2 separate regions of the Macaca fascicularis genome follow, and region 1 is linked to region 2. The links are chromatin contacts, called in public Hi-C maps. All regions are on one chromosome and are shown on one strand. The core of a region is the stretch at or near the end of the contact, and the rest is flanking DNA. Distances in the headings are between cores, read along the strand shown. Region 1 holds the start of PDCD4 (programmed cell death 4). Region 2 overlaps RBM20 (RNA binding motif protein 20).

Region 1 (2,700 bases), core at 61-2,560, 77 kb after region 2:
TAAATAAAACAACAACAACAACAAAATAAAAAACTACTAGGGAGGGCCATGAGGCACAGAAGGATTGCACCAGGCAGAGATAGGAGATGAGAAGAGAGACATTTCAAGGTGATATATAAAGAATTACCAGGGGTTGAGGAGGCATATAGGGATATGTGTGGAGACACAGCTTGAAAGTCTTTAAGTCACATTGTGGAGCCTTGAACGACCGACCGTGGCGCTGACACTCAAGAGAGGCAGTGGGAAGCCAGTGAAGGTGTGTGTGTGTGTGTGTGTGTGTGTGTGTGTGTGTGCAGAGAAATAGCAGCATTAGAGATGATTCCCAGGCAGGGTGACTGGGCAGCCAAGGGAAGGCGCTGGCCTGCGCGGGATGAGGCAGTTGGGTTCTGGAGGGACCAAGCAATCATTCAGGTGCTGCCCATCAGACAACTGAAAAATCTTATGAGAGGTAGTGGCTAAGTCCCCTCCTGGGAGCACAGAGGAAGCATAAGGTTCTGGTTATCACCCTCAGGGGACCGTGACGTTGAAATAAGGACAGGACCAGGCAAAACGAATGCAGCCAAGAGGAAAAGTCAGAGAGAACAGCGAGGGGAGGTGGAAGTTTCAATAGAGAAATTGTAGCCATGGCTGAGATTCCCAGCACCGGAGTCCGGAATTAGTGCGTTCGAACGCCAGAGGCTTGGCAAGTCATGATTAGCAAAGGGACTTCAAAGAGTTTTGGGGCCTGTTTTATATCTGTGAAATGGGAATTATTTCTATCTCAAAGGTTTGAGGGGATTCGCTGAGAGAAACTTCTTAGCATGGGATCTGCAGAAACTAGAAGTCATGGAGAAAGCAGGGGTCAGAGGGAGGAGGAATCGGGCAGGCTGATCACTTGGAGTGTTCACCTAAGGAGTGTCTAGAAATGGAGGCAGCGACGTCAGGAAGCTCAAAACCTGTGCTTCAGCCCAGTTTGCAGAACGCCCTGTAAGGAGAATGGGTGAGCTGGGACTAGGCAGCTTCATCCTCGTTCCCATCCCCCAGCACTGCCCTTTTCCCGACGCTCCCATCTCGCCACGCTTCCCAACACACCCCCACCCCGGCTTCCCGCTCCGCTCCCGCTCCAGCCAGTCTCAGGAACCACAAGCGCATGCGCTCTCCGCGCCCCTCTCCAACTTTCCACGTTTCACTCCTCTCCCCTTTCCGCCTCAGCTCCGGCTCCACCGCCACGATTGGCCAGCCGACCACCCGGCCTTGGCCAATAAGCGCCGCCCTCTCGCCCCCGTGTTACTGGGTAGAAGAAAACAAAAACAAACAGAGCGAGAGGGGCCAGAGACTCTCCGAGGCGGCGGCAGAGCCAGAAGAGCGGGGTCGGGGCCGGCTGACCAGGGACCTGGGCGAGCAGCGGCAGGGGCCGGAGGGGTCAGTACCAGTAGGCGCGGCTCACACGCTCGGGAAGACTGCGCCCTCTCCCCCATCCCCCCTCGGAGGCAGCCGCACGATGGGAGGGGGCGGGGGCGTGGGGGCCGCGGCCCTGTCAGGTCCGGGCCAGCGGTGCGGGGCCCCGGCTGCCTCCTCGTAGCCCCACAGGTCCAGCCGCGCCCGCCCCAACGCCCCGGACTGCGGGCAGCCGGCCCGGTTCCCTCTTTCTGGGCCCAGCCTGGAGCGTGGTGGCGCGGGCCCGCCCCCTCCCGGAGCCCTCTTCCCACTGAGAGGGGCGCGCGGGACGCTTGCCCTCGAAGGTCTCCCTCAACCCACCTCCCCCTCTGGCGGAGGTTGAATTCAGGGGCCGGGATTGGAAGGCGTGTTTCCGGCTGGACTGAAATCCTGTGAGGAAGATTCGCGCCCTCCCCGCCCCCTGCTCTCCCTGGGAATTCTCTGAAGATGCGCCCCCCTGCTCGGCGTGACCCTGGAGCTCCGTTCCTGGCCCCGGCCCAGCCCCTTCCGGGGGCCGACCCGGGCTGGGGACTTCGGGGGTCCTGGCCTGAGCCCGCTGCGGGAGAAAGGGTCCGGCCGCTGTGGGGAGGGGCCGCGCGCTAGCCTCACTGGGGGGGCCCTAGGAGGCGAACACGTGCCGGCCGCCCGAGCCCCGCGCGAACTTCGCCGAGCCAGTCCTCCGGCAAAGGGTCTCTTTTTTTTTTAGTTCAGGTAAAATATAATCTCCCAGAGAAAACAAAGCTGGGAAGGGAGCCCCCTTTCTGTGAAACGCATGCCGTCTGCTGCATTTGTCAGTTTGATGCTGTAACGTACATGGAGTTTTGCAAGAGCTTCAAAACTGTCTGCAGACGTCAATGTCGCCCACCTACCCCTTTTGAGAACTCGCTACATAGCCAGCGACTGTGTAGTGTCTACAAATGATGAAAACGATCAGAAATGCGACTACATGTCTGGCAAAAAAGGGTTTCCCTTGTTTTTTAACTTGTATTTTTACTTTAATTTTTATGATTTTGATAACGTGACTTTTTTTGGGAAACCACCAAGTGCTTTTTAAGCAAGGAGTTACTGGCATTTATACCCTTAATATTCCTTCATTATAGGCTTATTGAATACCTTAATATTTCAGTAAGTGTCTTGGAATTATAATTGATTGGCTTTTTCTGTGGTACTAATGTGAAAGGAAAAATAATTGTTAGGACTGCAAAAATAAATGCCACTTGAATATTATCTGTAGTGCTCACTTTTGCATTACTGTAGTAGAATGCTTTTAGCTGGTTTTAAGCT
Region 2 (2,700 bases), core at 114-2,613:
TTCAGGCTTTCACCTAGTTGATGTGCTAAACTGCAGTTCCTTACATAAGAACTCAAAGTATGGAGGCATCCTCAGGCCTAATTGAATTTAACACCAGATTACCATATCGATAAAGAAACTCAAAGTATGACCTCAACTCGCATTTTTCAATGTCAAAAATAATGTTTAGCCCCCTGCTTCCTGTAGTATCACTACCTTCGAAGACCTTTAAGGGCTTATAAGAGAGCCCAGGTTGAGAATTAGTGCACAGCATGGTGATGCTTGCTCAAGGGCACTCAGGATTGCCAGTGCCTCTGATGTACAAACTATACTTTTGATGTACCACTCAGGGACCTCACTCCCCCTGTTTCCCTTCTCACTTTCCTCCCTACCTCCCTCCCTTTTTCCCTCATCATTCAGATCTCCCACAGGGCATAGGGCAAATATGCCCTGTGGCATATAGCAATGTTTATGTGAAGTGTAATGAGAGTAGAATAGAGTGATAATACTTACTATTCTACATCTCGTATGAATCATAGATGGTTTTGAACCTAAATGGACTTTAACAACAACCAAAAGACATTTCAGATCAATGGCAGAAAAGAACTTGATGAAGCATCCTAAATAAAATATTGACAAAAGAATAGAACACATAAAAATTAATTTATCTTTCTAACTGGATAGGATTTACCACATGCCCTGAAGCCAGACACCACACAAAAGCAAACTGTTAACCCAGAGATTCTCAAGATTTTCATTTCATGGCTCACTTAGAAAATAATCTGCTGAAGTAAATGGTTTAACTGAAGAAGCCGTTCATGGTTACTGGAGGAACTTGGCCTTCAGCCTGAGGGATCAATATCTTGGCACTCCCATAACCATTTGCAGTTGATGTAGCTCATAATTGGAAAGCTCCAAATCACTATTATCTGGAAGAATCTAAAAATCTCATTCGTATCTTAATAAATGACGACAAGGGAATTGGTAAAATCCGGCTCCTATTTCTGATTAAAATCTTGGAAGAGAAGGAACTCAGATGTCTTTTTAAAATTTGAGTGGAAATTTTAATTGCGGCCCATTCACTTTAGTGCCTTTGGGAACGACATCTACAGCATGAATACTTCTCTCTGGTGACCGGCAGCCACGAGGTTGTTTTTTCTACTACCCAGCAGCCGCAGTTGCTGTGCTGTGTTCCAATAAAAGCCTCTCGAGTTGTCCTTTCAGTCTGGAGGAGACAATGAGAGAGGCACTGGCCCTCATGCCTGTTCACTAGGCAACTGGATGGGCCAGGAGCAGGATAGGCCCGGAACTGCCTTGGGTGTCTGCTCCGTTGTCCAAGCATGCATTAGCACAGGCCAAGCACAGCAAAGTCACATGGGGCAGAAACGTGCCTCGCTAAGAGGAGACCAGGCAGAGCGCCCAGCCTCAGCCCTCCTTGTGATAAGCTCAGAGGACCAGCTACTCTGCCCTGCTTGAAAGCTCAGCTGTGTCTGCATCTTTATGTGAACACTCACACTAATGGGAGGCAAAGATTCTGCTTCTTAATAGCACTCCTCCTTTCATCTCTGCAGAAGGGTTCAGTCCTCACTAGCCACAGACTCAAAGTCTCCTAGCTGATGGAGAGTGCATTTGCACTTTAGGGAGATGAGGAGCTGCTCTGGGAGCTGCCTGAATCCTTGCTCCCCTTTGGGAAAGTGCTTGACCTCTGGACATTGCAGAGTGGGAGGTCGGAAAGAGGCACTTGGGCTTCTACAATTCAGGGCTGAACCATAAAAGGAAATTCTTATGGACTGTAATTGTTTTCAGCTCAAATGAGACAAACGAGGGCTTTTCATGGTAGAATTACCCAAGTATTAGCCCTTGTTAGGGATGATATCTTAGACTTTCCCCCTATATTACCTTAGCAGAGTCGGACCCACATCAAATGTAATTAGATGTTGAAGTTCAGTTTAACATAGAAAATTGTGATTATGCAAATGGAGACTATGCTATTAGAATGTGTTTCAGGTTTGGAAAATTATATCCTTCTCTTCCACATTGGGTTGGCTTATGGTTACTAATTCTTGACCCTCCCAGAGACTCTAGGCTGATTAAGGTTTGCACAAAACAGACAGACACACTTCCTCCCTCAAGGAGCTTTGATTAGGGCCAAATGGTGGCTTCCAAACTGTATTCCTTAAAGGTGCCTTTGAGACTGCCAGGTGGGGGTGGCGCCAGGGTGCCAGACCCCAAAGTTTGACCCGAATAGCTCTTTTATTTGTTGAATACATTGGTATAAATCAGTTTTATCTGAAGAAAGGATTCCAAGCTGAAAATATTTTGAAAACCACTGCCCTAAACCACAGGTTGTTGCTGTGAATGTCAATGCATATATATTACATTCTCATAAACTTTTCTGTGTTCTTTTTTCTTTATTGGAATTGTAAGTCAAGCAATATGAGGTATATATGAAGAAGGTTCAGCATGTCTCATCTTACTGCCTTCCTCTGAAGATAACCAGCACTGACAGGTTGATATGTATGCTCCACATCTTTGTCTGTTTGTGCTGACATTCTTTAAGCATTTTTTATTGCAAAAAATTTTAAATATACAGAACAGTAGAGACCAGTATAATTAATCCTTGTATACCCATCACCCAATTCCAGTAATTATCAAAATTTTACAACACTTGCTTCATCTTTTTTCATATATTTTTGTTTTGTTTTCCAAAAATGGCATCAT

What was found. Hi-C and Micro-C count contacts between places; a contact is called where the count stands out from the background.
Region 1: a Hi-C map of skeletal muscle shows a contact between it and region 2, with 4 times the contacts expected there. The contact joins the promoter of PDCD4 here to the enhancer-like site in region 2. A contact is called at or near these places in 2 of 2 Hi-C or Micro-C datasets (liver and skeletal muscle).

Annotation. Positions count from the first base shown.
Region 1 is chr9:119,958,066-119,960,765 of T2T-MFA8v1.1, forward strand. PDCD4 (programmed cell death 4) reads left to right here and starts at 1,311. Exons shown (of 15, transcript XM_074002699.1): 1 at 1,311-1,401.
Region 2 is chr9:119,881,473-119,884,172 of T2T-MFA8v1.1, forward strand. The region is part of intron 5 of RBM20 (RNA binding motif protein 20); the gene reads left to right. Among named protein-coding and RNA genes, the nearest start is that of PDCD4, 77 kb to the right of the region's middle. Within about 2 kb of position 1,364, at least 2 of the 6 cell types and tissues checked have an H3K27ac peak or open chromatin away from gene starts, as enhancers often do.